Regions from separate parts of the Gossypium hirsutum genome. Here region 2 is linked to region 1. The links are chromatin contacts, called in public Hi-C maps. All regions are on one chromosome and are shown on one strand. Each heading gives the region's core, a stretch centred on a gene start, on an enhancer-like site or on the middle of the called end of the contact. The rest is flanking DNA. Distances are from core to core; before and after follow the strand shown. Region 1 holds the start of LOC107948137 (vacuolar protein 8). Region 2 has its middle 81 kb from the start of LOC121231746.

What was found. Hi-C and Micro-C count contacts between places; a contact is called where the count stands out from the background.
Region 2: a contact with region 1 is called in a Hi-C map of leaf, with 2.3 times the contacts expected there. The contact joins two enhancer-like sites. A contact is called at or near these places in 4 of 34 Hi-C or Micro-C datasets (callus and leaf).

Annotation. Positions count from the first base shown.
Region 1 is chrA06:91,951,407-91,957,522 of Gossypium_hirsutum_v2.1, forward strand. It overlaps LOC107948137 (vacuolar protein 8), which reads left to right and starts at 1,038. Exons shown (of 1, transcript XM_016882604.2): 1 at 1,038-3,278. The coding sequence starts at 1,480. The coding sequence ends at 3,195. Within about 2 kb of position 3,630, at least 2 of the 9 cell types and tissues checked have an H3K27ac peak or open chromatin away from gene starts, as enhancers often do. A contact at or near this core is called in leaf, where this site is marked.
Region 2 is chrA06:92,214,328-92,220,195 of Gossypium_hirsutum_v2.1, forward strand. No RefSeq gene overlaps it. Among protein-coding and RNA genes, the nearest start is that of LOC121231746, 81 kb to the right of the region's middle. Within about 2 kb of position 4,079, at least 1 of the 9 cell types and tissues checked has an H3K27ac peak or open chromatin away from gene starts, as enhancers often do. A contact at or near this core is called in leaf, where this site is marked.

The DNA of each region.
Region 1 (6,116 bases), core at 2,380-4,879:
TATGATTTTTAAATAATTTCTAATAAATTTTATAAATTTTAGTAAACTTTAATGATTTTTTTTATTTTTTTAATAATTACAGAATGAATCTAGATAAATAGGTGTCCACGTTCAAATGAACACAGACAATCACTTGTCGACACCTCTTTATCTAGATTTATTTTGCAATTATTTTAAAAATATAAATTTAGATATTTTCTTATATTTTTTTTATTTTGCTGGCATGACACTACCACGTTAACAATTGGTGTTGATGTAGCACCACCACGTCATCAATCGACGCTGGCATGGTATCTATTAACAGCCATATTAGCGTTGCAGTTAAATATTAACGATAAACGCCAGTTAAAAAGCTTATTTGATCAATTTTATTAGTTTCAGACTCAATTGAATAAAGAAAAATTCAAAACAACTTAATTGAATCTTTTTAAATCTAAAATAAAGTTTTTTTTTATGTAATAGTAGATGCTTTTTTATTTTTTTTCATTCTACCATTTCATCTTTATCTAAGTTGGAGTGATATGTAAAAGATTTAGATTTAAATCACTGCACTTTCTATTTGGCAGATTTTGAAAAGAAAAAAAAAACGTCGTGTTTAAAAATCAATTTATTTCTTTAAATATATTATAAAATAACCTATTTCTTTAATTTTTCTTTTATTTTGACATATTCATCAAATCTAGGGCAGTTATAGAAAAATATGGGCAATTGCTCCAAAAATAATGGAAGAAAGAAACTAACATTTAACGTGGGAAAGATGAGCCAACAAGATTTGTTGATTGATTTGATTATGGACAAACAATGATGACATTTGACTAATTAAGAATTAAGGTTTATTTTCTTACCTCGTACGAATTACAATCCAATTAAGGCTGATTTACGTTATATCAAAATTCAAATTTTTATCATAAATTCATTTTCTTACCTTGTACATATTACAATACAATTAAATTGAAACGGTGGAAAAGTAAATAGAAAGTTCATGAGATCTGATGAGATTTTAAAGAAACCTTATTGTTGATAGGTGCCCCCACAGCAACCCACTGCAAAACCCCATTCATGCATGTACAGTGTTCTACAAATACAATCGTCAATAAAGAGATGAAACCTTTCAAGTCCTTTATCACTGATCAGAATCAGATACACTACTTTTCTTTTTCCTTTTAACCATCTCCCTCCTCAGTTCTTTTCACGCTGTGAGCTTCAGCCACCCTTTTAAGTTTTAACCCTTGTTATTATGGCAGAAATTTATACCCTTATCTTCATCCTATTGACTTGTCACTGTTACACCACCTAAACGGTCAGCCCTCTATTCTAAATATAAAATTAAAGACCCCCATTTCAGTTGCAGCTGCAAAATGAAAAGATAACTTTAGATTAGATATCTGCAGTCAGTGGCCCTCTTTCTCTCTCTTCTTAGACAGTGTTAGATTCCTTCCTTCAAAGCAAGCATTGAATTTGAAGAAAAAGGGGAAAAAAATGGGAGAAGAAGAGAAACCAATGCAAAAGCAGCACCAGAATTCAATAGAATCTTTCAGTGCAATGAAATCTAGTATCAAGCAGGCTGTTCAGGTTATATCTTCTTTGATTTCTCTTTCACATTCTATCAAAGTTTTTAATGTTAAATGGCAACTCATTCGAAAGAAGCTAGAAGAGATGAGTTCTGGGTTGATGGCTGTTGGAAACTGTGATTCAAGTGAAAACGCAGCGGCCTTCTCTGACGTGGTTCCTTCCATTTTGGCAACTGTAAACGAGTGTTATGATCTCGGGAGAAGATGTGTGGATCTTTCTTACAGTGGAAAGCTCCTGATGCAAAATGACCTTGATGTGATGGTTGCAAAATTTGATCTCCATGTAAAGAATCTTTCAGGGATTTACACTGCTGGGGTTCTGAGCCATGGTTTCGCCATCGTTGTTTCCAGGCCTGGTTTTGGTGCTTGTAAAGATGACATGAGGTTCTATGTAAGAGATTTGTTGACAAGGATGAAGATTGGTGATATAGAAATGAAAAGGCAGTCCTTGGTGAATTTATATCAACTTATGGCTGAAGATGAAAGGTACATGAAACTTGTAGCACTTGAAGTTAGTGACATTGTGAAATTGTTGGTCGATTTTCTTGATTCACCAGAGATGGAAATTCAAGAAGAAGCTTCAAAGATTGTATCTTTAATCTCTGGGTTTGATTTGTATAAAGGGGTTTTAGTTGAAGCTGGGATTATTGGCCCTTTAAATCGGATTTTGGAAACCGGCAGTAATTTGGGCAAAGAAGGAGCTGTTAGGTGTCTTCAGACATTGACTGTAAATTCAGACAATGCATGGTCTGTTTCAGCTCATGGTGGGGTGACGGCACTCTTGAAAATATGTTCAAGCGGTGATTTTGGAGGGGAACTAATTGGTCTTGCTTGTGGGGTGTTGAGAAACCTTGTTGGTGTTGAAGAGATTAAGAGGTTTATGGTCGAAGAAGGTGCTATTGCAACATTCATCAAGCTAACAAGATCAAAAGAAGAAATCGTGCTGATTAATTCAATGGAGTTGCTTCAAAACGTAGCTTCTGGGGAGGAATCAGTTCGTGCATTACTACGAATTTCGGATCCGAAGTCATCAACCTCTTCGAAAACAAGAGAAGTAGCATTGAGAGCAATAGAGAATCTATGTTTCCCTTCACAAAACTGCATAAACACCTTGATGAATTACGGATTCACGGATCATTTACTGTTCTTCCTACGCAATGGCGAAGTTTCCCTTCAAGAACTGGCACTTAAGTTGACGTTTAAGCTTTGTGGGACATCAGATGAGGCCAGAAAGACAATGGGAGATGCTGGTTTCATGGCAGAGCTTGTCAAATTGTTGGATGCTAAGTCATGTGAAGTGCGTGAAAGGGCAATTGAAGCACTCTCCAGTTTGGTCTCAGTCCCTAAAAATCGAAATAGATTTATTTCAGATGATAGAAACATACACTTCCTTCTTAGACTGCTTGATCAAGAGGAAGGAATTTCAGGTAATAAACAGCTCTTGCTCTCTATATTAGTGTCATTGACAAGTTGCAACAGTGGAAGAAGAAAAATAGCCAGTTCTGGCTACCTAAAATACATAGAGAAACTTGCAGAAGCACAAGTCTCTGACGCCAAAAGACTTGTCAGAAAGTTATCTACCAATAGATTTCGTAGTTTTCTGAGCCGCCTCTGGCATTCTTGAATGTAATTTTTGTTTCTTTATTAGATTGTTTTTGTTTTCACTGTACATTAACATAAGATTTTAACTATAAGATACTTGTTTGATATTGCAGTTATTTTAGTTAATATGGGGATTCTATATGATAAAAGTAAGTGTAGTTTATAAGATGATTTGGAAGCATTGTATATGGGAAAACCCAGATGACATGTGAACAGTGGAGAACAAGCTTGTCTCCTGACCATGTGGGACAAAGGGGATAGCGATAGATGAAAGTTGGGTCACTATTTGCTTGGCTTTTAGCCAACACTCAACACTGTCTCCATTTTATGGCAGTTCTATATTCTGATATAAGGCTTGATAATTACGATTTTTTTTTTACATAGTATTAGTTTGTCAAACATCACAATCTTATCAACTACAGTGTTGAGACAGGTTCTTTAGGCATTACCAATTCAGAAACTTCATGGCCCAATGTGTTGAGACCTAACCATTTGTAGGGTACACACATTTAATGCCAATTGGTTAGCCAACTTCGTTTTGGTCGCCTATGTTTGGAGTCTGGAAATTGAGCCCAAATGTTCCACTCACACCTGGAAATTGATCAATTGGTTAGCCAACTTGGTTTTAGACGGTATTGATTGAGAAGGTAAGACAATGGTTAAAAAACTGAAACCATAAATGTAGCAGAGTAAATGTAAGGCGATGTGATGGTTCAACTTGTTTTTCACACATTTTTTACTGCAACGCAGTTAAAGAGCGGGTGAGTCTTTATTAGAGGAATGGCGGTGAATACCAAAAAGAGGTGGAGATATTCATTTGTGGTGGTGCGGTACACAACACGAAATGCTCGCTGGTTTTAACGAAGCAGAAAGATTCACCCACTCACGCTTATCTCATTTACTGACCTCACCAGCTTTTGGCACTCCTTCACATTGCATGTAAATATTTTATTGAGGGTAAGTTTCGATGAGCGGTGTATTTAGTTGTGATCAGTGTAAAAATAGCAGAAGCGGTAAGATTAGATACTGTAACGATACTGTAACGTAAGACAAAAATAAGCTAAACGTATCGCACCACCGCCCCAAACTCACCCTAAGACTGTTGAGAGTTTCACCTATCGATTGAAGTTTGGTCACCTTAATAGAAGCCTATTAATTACTTTGGGGCTATTTTTTCACCTACATTTTAGGATGTTGTAAATCATAGTCAACCCTCTTTACAATAATATTTTGCTATAATCTAGAAGAATTAAGTTTTATATTTTATTTTAACCCCCTATAACAATAGCGTTCATGGTTATGAAGTACTCTCTTTATTAAATTAATTTCTATAATAACATATGGTCTAAATTTTTAAGTAAAATCATAGTATTTTATATAAGCAAGTCTATTCTTTGTCATCTATTGAATGAAAATGATATTAATTAAAACATTACTTCAATAAAATGATTAAATGTCATGTTTTATTATATGAAAATAATCTCTAATGAGAAAAATTAAATATGTCAATTCAAAAAACTATTAGGCTCCCTAATTAAATATTCTACTATAAATTTAGGATATCATAAACTTATAAATTAATTAGTTGAATTTAGTAACTCATGATAAATTATTTAATTTAATTTGATCATTCATATTGATTAATTGAACTTGGTAGACTTATGAATTTTATAATTAATAATGTGAAAAATGTAAAATAAAATATGCATAAATGTAATAATACATGATTTGTTATACATCTTTTAATCTTGTTGATTTGGGTCCTCACTTTCTTTCTTTCTTTTTTTAACATAATTCTTACTTTCTTTATTTGATGGAGATTCATAATATGAAATCTAGGATAAACTTACAATGATTATCTCTCTATAACAATATATTATTATAAGTGTATAACAACCACCTCTCTATAATAGGCAAAATCTGAGCAAACAAATGGGGTTCACATGAATTCTGCTTATGGAATTAAAAATTTTCATCAATAATGTATCAAATGCTAAAATATTTTGTTATAATTGTGTTTAAAGAATTATATGTTCACATGTGTAATTAGAATAAATTACACTCAAATTCAATTACTGAGTGGCTTTCCAAACATACCATTTTTTTGACACATTGTATATAAATCTTGTTATAAGTGTTATATTTTCTACATAAAGAAAATTTGACCTCTAACATTTACATCTATTGTCATTTTGACCCTAATTCTATTTTTATCACTTTTATCTTCAACATTCAAATTTTAGTCAAATTATTTTTCTTTGGATGAAAAAGCTTATTGGATCATTACAATTTTAATGATAGTGATGTGGTAGCCCACATAGCAGTCCAGATATATTTCATAAAAGTTTCAAAAATATATAAAATTTACTAAAATTTCAAAAAAATCATAAATATTTTGAAAAAAAATTATTCACATTAGCAATGAAATACGTGTAGATTATCATGTTGGTTATTACATTAATTCTATTAAAATTTTAACAGCTTAGTTGACTTTTTTTTTGTCCCAAAAAGGCAATTTAACAAAATTTTAAAGGTTGAAGACAAAATGATAAAAAAGAAAGAAAAATGAAATTAGAGTCAAAATGACAAAAAAAATATAATGGCTAATTTTAGCATTATGTCCATTTTTAATATTTTATAGACTTAATAGTATTTTTTACTCTCAAACTTTTTTAAAAAAATCAATTAATTCCCTGCAAATTTTTTGCACCCAATTGAACCCTTAAAATAACAAAACTGACTAAATTGACCCTTTGACTAATGTTGACCGTTAATACTTAACGAAAATATTGACATGGCCCTTAATAAATGCCACATCAACATTGTTTGTTGACATGTCAATGCCATGTTATCACTAGTCAATGCCATGTTATCAATGGCATGGCAATTCCACACCATCACCAAAGGCTGACATGGCAATGCCACATTATCACTAATAGCTAA
Region 2 (5,868 bases), core at 2,829-5,328, 260 kb after region 1:
CTAAATGATGAAATCAATTTATTTGTTTAATTAAGCTCAAGAGCAAAGGGGAAATAAATCCGATAAAGGGAAGGAAAAAGTGGTTGAATAGCTAGCGGAATCGTTCGACAACACCCGAGGTAAGTTCTTGAGTAAGAGAGCTTAAATTATGATGTGATTAAATCATGCTCTATGTGTGGCTATTGAGCCGAATGTGCAAGGACGATATGTGCCTTGTGTTTGAGTTTCGCAAATGAAAATGAAATATGAATGTGCCATGAATTATTGTTAGATGTGCATGATTAATTGAATGCTGTCCGGGCTAAGTCCCGAAGGCTTTGTGCTAAGTGAATATATCCGGACTAAGATCCGAAGGCATTTGTGCGAGATACAAATTCCAGGTTAAGCCCCGAAGGCCTTTATGCGAGATACTAAATCCAGGTTAAGTCCCGAAGGCATTCGTGCGAGTTATTAAATCCGGGTTAAGTCCCGAAGGCATTGTGTGAGTTACTAAAACCGGGCTATGTCCCGAAGGCATTTGAACGAGGAGCTATATCCGGTTAAATCCCGAAGGTACGTGATTTGGTAATGAATGAGCTTGCTGTAAAATTCCAGCGAATACTCGAAAAACATCCCAATATGGGGATATGTTACGTATGTGTTGAATTTAATCGAGCCCTTACAAATAAATGTTCGCTCAGTTGATAAACGAGCTACCGGCCTTCGGCTAAGTTAGTCTATTGTGTATGTACATAAGGGTTGTTAATGTTGTGAAGCAAGTTTGGTATCGGTAAATTGCGTATTATGAAATATTTCGTTTAGCTAAATGTGTGTTATTCTTTGTTTATGCTGGAATTCCTTGCTCAAAACTTACTAAGCATAAATTGCTTACTCGTTACACTGCTCCTCTGTTTTATAGATTTTTGGTTCTCCAGCTATCGGACTCGGGATCTTGAAGTCGAAGTCGCCCACACTATCAAAGGCTCTTTTGGATACTATTTTGGTTGAATTTTGATATGGCATGTATAGGACTACCCATTGTTGTTTTTCGAGTACTTTATGAAATGTATAAGTGTACAGCCATGCGAAAATGGCTTGTAGAAGTGGAGTATGGCATTAGACCATTCGTGTTTATGAATGTATAGATGGTTTCATGATGTAACTATAGTTGGAATGGAAGTGTTGAGCAAATGATCAGCCATTGAAATGGCTAAGTATGATCATATGTGGGCATATGTATGACAAGGCCCTAGTTGGTCCATGAAACCCCGAAAATAGGTAAGGTTTACTTTGAAAACAGAGGCTGACAGCAGCAGTGGTGTGGATTGGAAAAATCACAAGAATTCGTAGGAGTGGAATTAAATAGTGAATAAATTATGTAATCGAACCTTGATGAATCTACTTTCATATGAAAGTAACGAAACAATCATATGAACAGTAAAGTAAGAGATATTCGGGTTCTTGTGGAACAGGGCCAGAACAGTTTCTGGATTCCCTGTTCCGACTTTGGAAATTCACTATAAATTGACCAGAGATAATTAGGGGTCATACCATATATGTATGGATTCCTCTCTGAGTCTAGTTTCCATAGAAACAAACGGCATCAGTATTGAAGCTCTGTGCAGAGAGATATCCAAGTCGTAATGGGAAAAGGTCAGTGTAGTCGACCCCTGTAACATGGGAGACTTTGACTAATAAACTGTAATAATTGGCCCGACCAAAAATTCTAGAAAAAAATACATAGGTGGGGACATGAGTCTAGTTTCAGAAAAAAATCACAAAACTGATTTTCGAGTTGTGAAACTCAAGATATGATTTTTGAAGCGACTAGTACTCAGACTGGGCAGTGTCTGGAAAAATTTTTCAAAGTTTGTTAACATCTCGTGTCCGACTCCGGTGTCGGTCTCGGGTTCGGGGTGTTACAATAATCTTTAAATTTAAAAACTTAAAAAATTCAAATATGATCTAAATCTCAAATTTTGTTATAAGTGTCTCAGATATTGTTATGAATGTATAACAATTACTTCTCTAAAACATAAAAAATTTTAATAGACAAATGTGACTGTTATAGAGAGGGTTAATTGTATTTTTTTACTTATATATTATGTAATTTACATTATATGAAAGCTATATAAATAATACTATAATGTAAATACTAAAAATTAATATTATTAATATATTATAATTTCTAAATTTAAACACCTAAAAAATTCAAATGTGATATAAATATCAAATGTTGTTATAGATGTATAACAACTACCTCTTTATAACATCCAAAATTTTAACAAACAAATGAGATTGTTATAAAGAGGGTTAACTATATTTTTTTTACTTATATATATATGTGTTAGATCATAAGGATCAACTCGAGATCACCAATAGTAAAGTTAAATAGGCCTTTGAGATATTGTGGTGGAAGCAATAAAAATTTTGCAACAAAGAACACAGTGATTTATAGTGGTTTGGCCCCAATTGCCTACTCCACTACCTTAGCTCACTATAACTAAGGATTTTCCCAAATTTACTAATTTGACAACCTTTGAGGACAAGGTTTAACCTTACAGTCTCCTTTAAGATTTATACCCCAAAATCTTAATATATAACTCCCTTAAGGTTTCTACTCAAACCTTAAGAATCAACCCTCTCTCAAAGAGAAATAAATAAGCAAACAAAAAAATAATCCTTACAAGATCAGAATGTTTGCCAATTAAGCACAAATACAAAGAAGAACACTTGAGCTAAATGAATACAATGAAAGCTCACAAGTGTTTACAAGAAAATGTATGAAAGATTTAAACTCTAGGTTGTTTTGATTTATCTTTAAGCTTTGCATATTGCTCTTCTTGTTGCTAAATCTTTGGAAGATAGTATTTATACCCTCTAATTGATTTCCAACTGTTGTGGTTGTTGTAAAAGTGAATATAGCTATTAGGGATGAAATACCAGGTCATAAACTTCACATGTAGCTACGAGTATCGATACCTACTAAAACAGTATCAATATTTTTTGTAATTGATGCAAATTTTAATGACCGTTGGAGCAGGAATATCGATACCTGAGAGATTTATCAATACTTAGCAGAGGTTACAAATTCCAGAATGTCAATTTGGTATTAATTAACAGAGGGGTATCGATATCTTGTAGAATATCGATACTTAGACAAAAAGCATTGATACTTTTTATCCTGGAGCAATTCTAACTTGTTTGAAAATGATTAAAACATATTTGAAAATGTTTGACTCAATTGAAACCATTTTAACTTGATTTTATGAAATTGCTCAACTTTACTTTTATTCAAAAACACTTTAATTTGTTATATCAAAACATATTATCCAATAAGGCTTAGTTTAACAATATGTTATGTAATTTACATTATACGAAAGCTAGATAAATAATACTATAATGTAAATATTAAATAAAGTTAAATTATTAGTATTTAAAAATTTAATAAAATAAAATTTATATAAATTTATTAAATATTAAATATTAAATAAAAATTAACATAATTTTTTATTAAAAAAATTTTAAAAATAATATAATTGAGGGTAAACCCTAACTAAACTATGAAGTTACTAAAATATCCTTACTTTAAAGGTTAATAAATATTATTATAAGGTTAGTTTCAGCATTTTCATATTTTTATATAATTTTCAAAAAAAAATGGAAAACATTATTTAAGAATCAAACACTAATAAATTTATATAAAAAACTCTTGCCATTTTACTAATAGTCATTTAATCATATATTTTTATAAATGTACTGTTTTAATGTAAAATATTTTCATTCACCTCTATTATGGGTGTGATAAAATCTAATAATTAATTAGGATAACAACTATGTATATAGTTGTAATTTAAAAAATATATATGTAATATTATTACTATACATTGATATTGACCTGAACTAGCTTCACCTCAAACATAAACACCTCTCATATAGAAATATACAATTACCATGGTTCAAATCTAAATAGACATGTTTTTCTTTTTTTATATTTCTTAGATAAGATTGAAAAGGAGTGGATAAGTGGAATACAATATTTGGTTACTTTGTCCCTTTCTATCTCCCATTGTCTTTGGTGATATAAAAGAAATTTGGGGTATCACATTCTGATGCTATCATTTTGTTTTTAGATGTTGTTTGGCCCATCTTTCTTTTCTCTTACCCATCTTATTTTCCTCTCTTGTATTCCTATATTCACAACATGCAATTCATATTTTAATATAAAAAAATTATATATTTCAAGCTTTCAATTTTTTAAATATTATTTTACAATTTGTATTCGAGATTTATATTGTTTCTTCTAATGTCTCCCCTAAAAGAATAAAATATGCATTAATATTACCCAACATTTGAAAATATCTATCCAATTATTTCTATGTAAAGTTATATATCAATTCATGAAAATATTAGTTGGTAATGGGGATCAAGATGTAGAAAAGCATCATCATCCTCTCAATAAAGATGATTGGTCAGTGGTCAGTCTCATTATCATGAATACATTTTTGACCCCAAAATATCAGCGTGGATATTTCCACAGCTTTAGCCTTAAGTGCATAAAATATCTGGATAGTGAAAAATCACATCCACAACTAGAAATCCAATTTGTTTGGTCGCAAAAGAAAAAAAATATGCACATTGGCAAAAAAGTCATAACAGTAAAGAAGAGTGGCAGGAGTACTGTAAGAATGATCTCACCTAAATTATAAGTTGCGGTTAATGTTTTTTCCATCCTTCAATTATGTAGTTAAAAATTTGATTTTTAGGCATAAAAATAAAACATATTTAAATTAGATGTTTACTTATTTAAAAAGTAACTGTAGCGGAGAGAATAATCGTTGCTACTAAAATAGACACCATAATTCTAAAAAAAAAAAAAAAATCAACTTGAAAAAATAACCCAATTTCTTTTAACTAATCAAACATTTAATTTGAATAAAAAAAATCACTCTGACACTTATATTATTTTTTTATCAATTTTGGCTCTTGTTCTTTTATTATGTATATCTTGTTGCCTCAACTTAGATTTCGATTAAGAAAAAGATTAAGTCAACCAATAATAAACTATCACGTGTCAAAAAAATAAAAAAAAATTAAAATTTAAAAAAATTTAAAAAATTTAAAAATTTATCAAAAATCATAAAAAAAATCTGAACCCAAAAAATCTAAAAACTTAGAAAATCTATTTTTAAAAAATTGTAAAACTATTTTTAAAATTAAAAATATGCAAAACTTCAAAAAATCAATTCTCATAAAATTTAAAAGTGGGTCTGTTTAGAATTTTGGATTCTCTTTTTAATAAAAATATTATAATTGCATGAAAATTTTGAAGAATCTTATTTATTGAAAATTTTAGGGACTTTTTTCATTTGTTTAAAATTTTGATTTTTTTTTTACTGAAAATTACCATAAAATTCTTTAACAATTCTAAACAATTCTAAAATTTTCTAAAAAAACCTAAAATTCCAAACATAATTTTTATTTATTTTATTTTATGAATTTTAAATTATTTTTGAAGCTTTTCATATTTATAATTTAAAAAATATTTTTTATGATTTTCAGAAACAAATATTTTTAAATTTTTATAATTTTCTAATTTTTAAGATTTTGGGTTTTTTCTCGAACTTTATTATTTTCAGTTACATTCTAGTGTTTTTGATATTTTAAAAATTTGTAAGTATTTTTTTACTTTTTCTTGACAATTGGCAATGTGTCATTGGCTTATTTAAAATTTTTAACGAATATTTGGGTTGGGGCAATGAGGATTACAGAATAAAAGTATAGAGCCAAACTAATAAAATTAGTAAAAGTACAAAAGTGATAATTTAACTATAATACATATGCGAAATGGTATTAAGAAAAAAAGCACGAAGGTCATATAATTAGCCT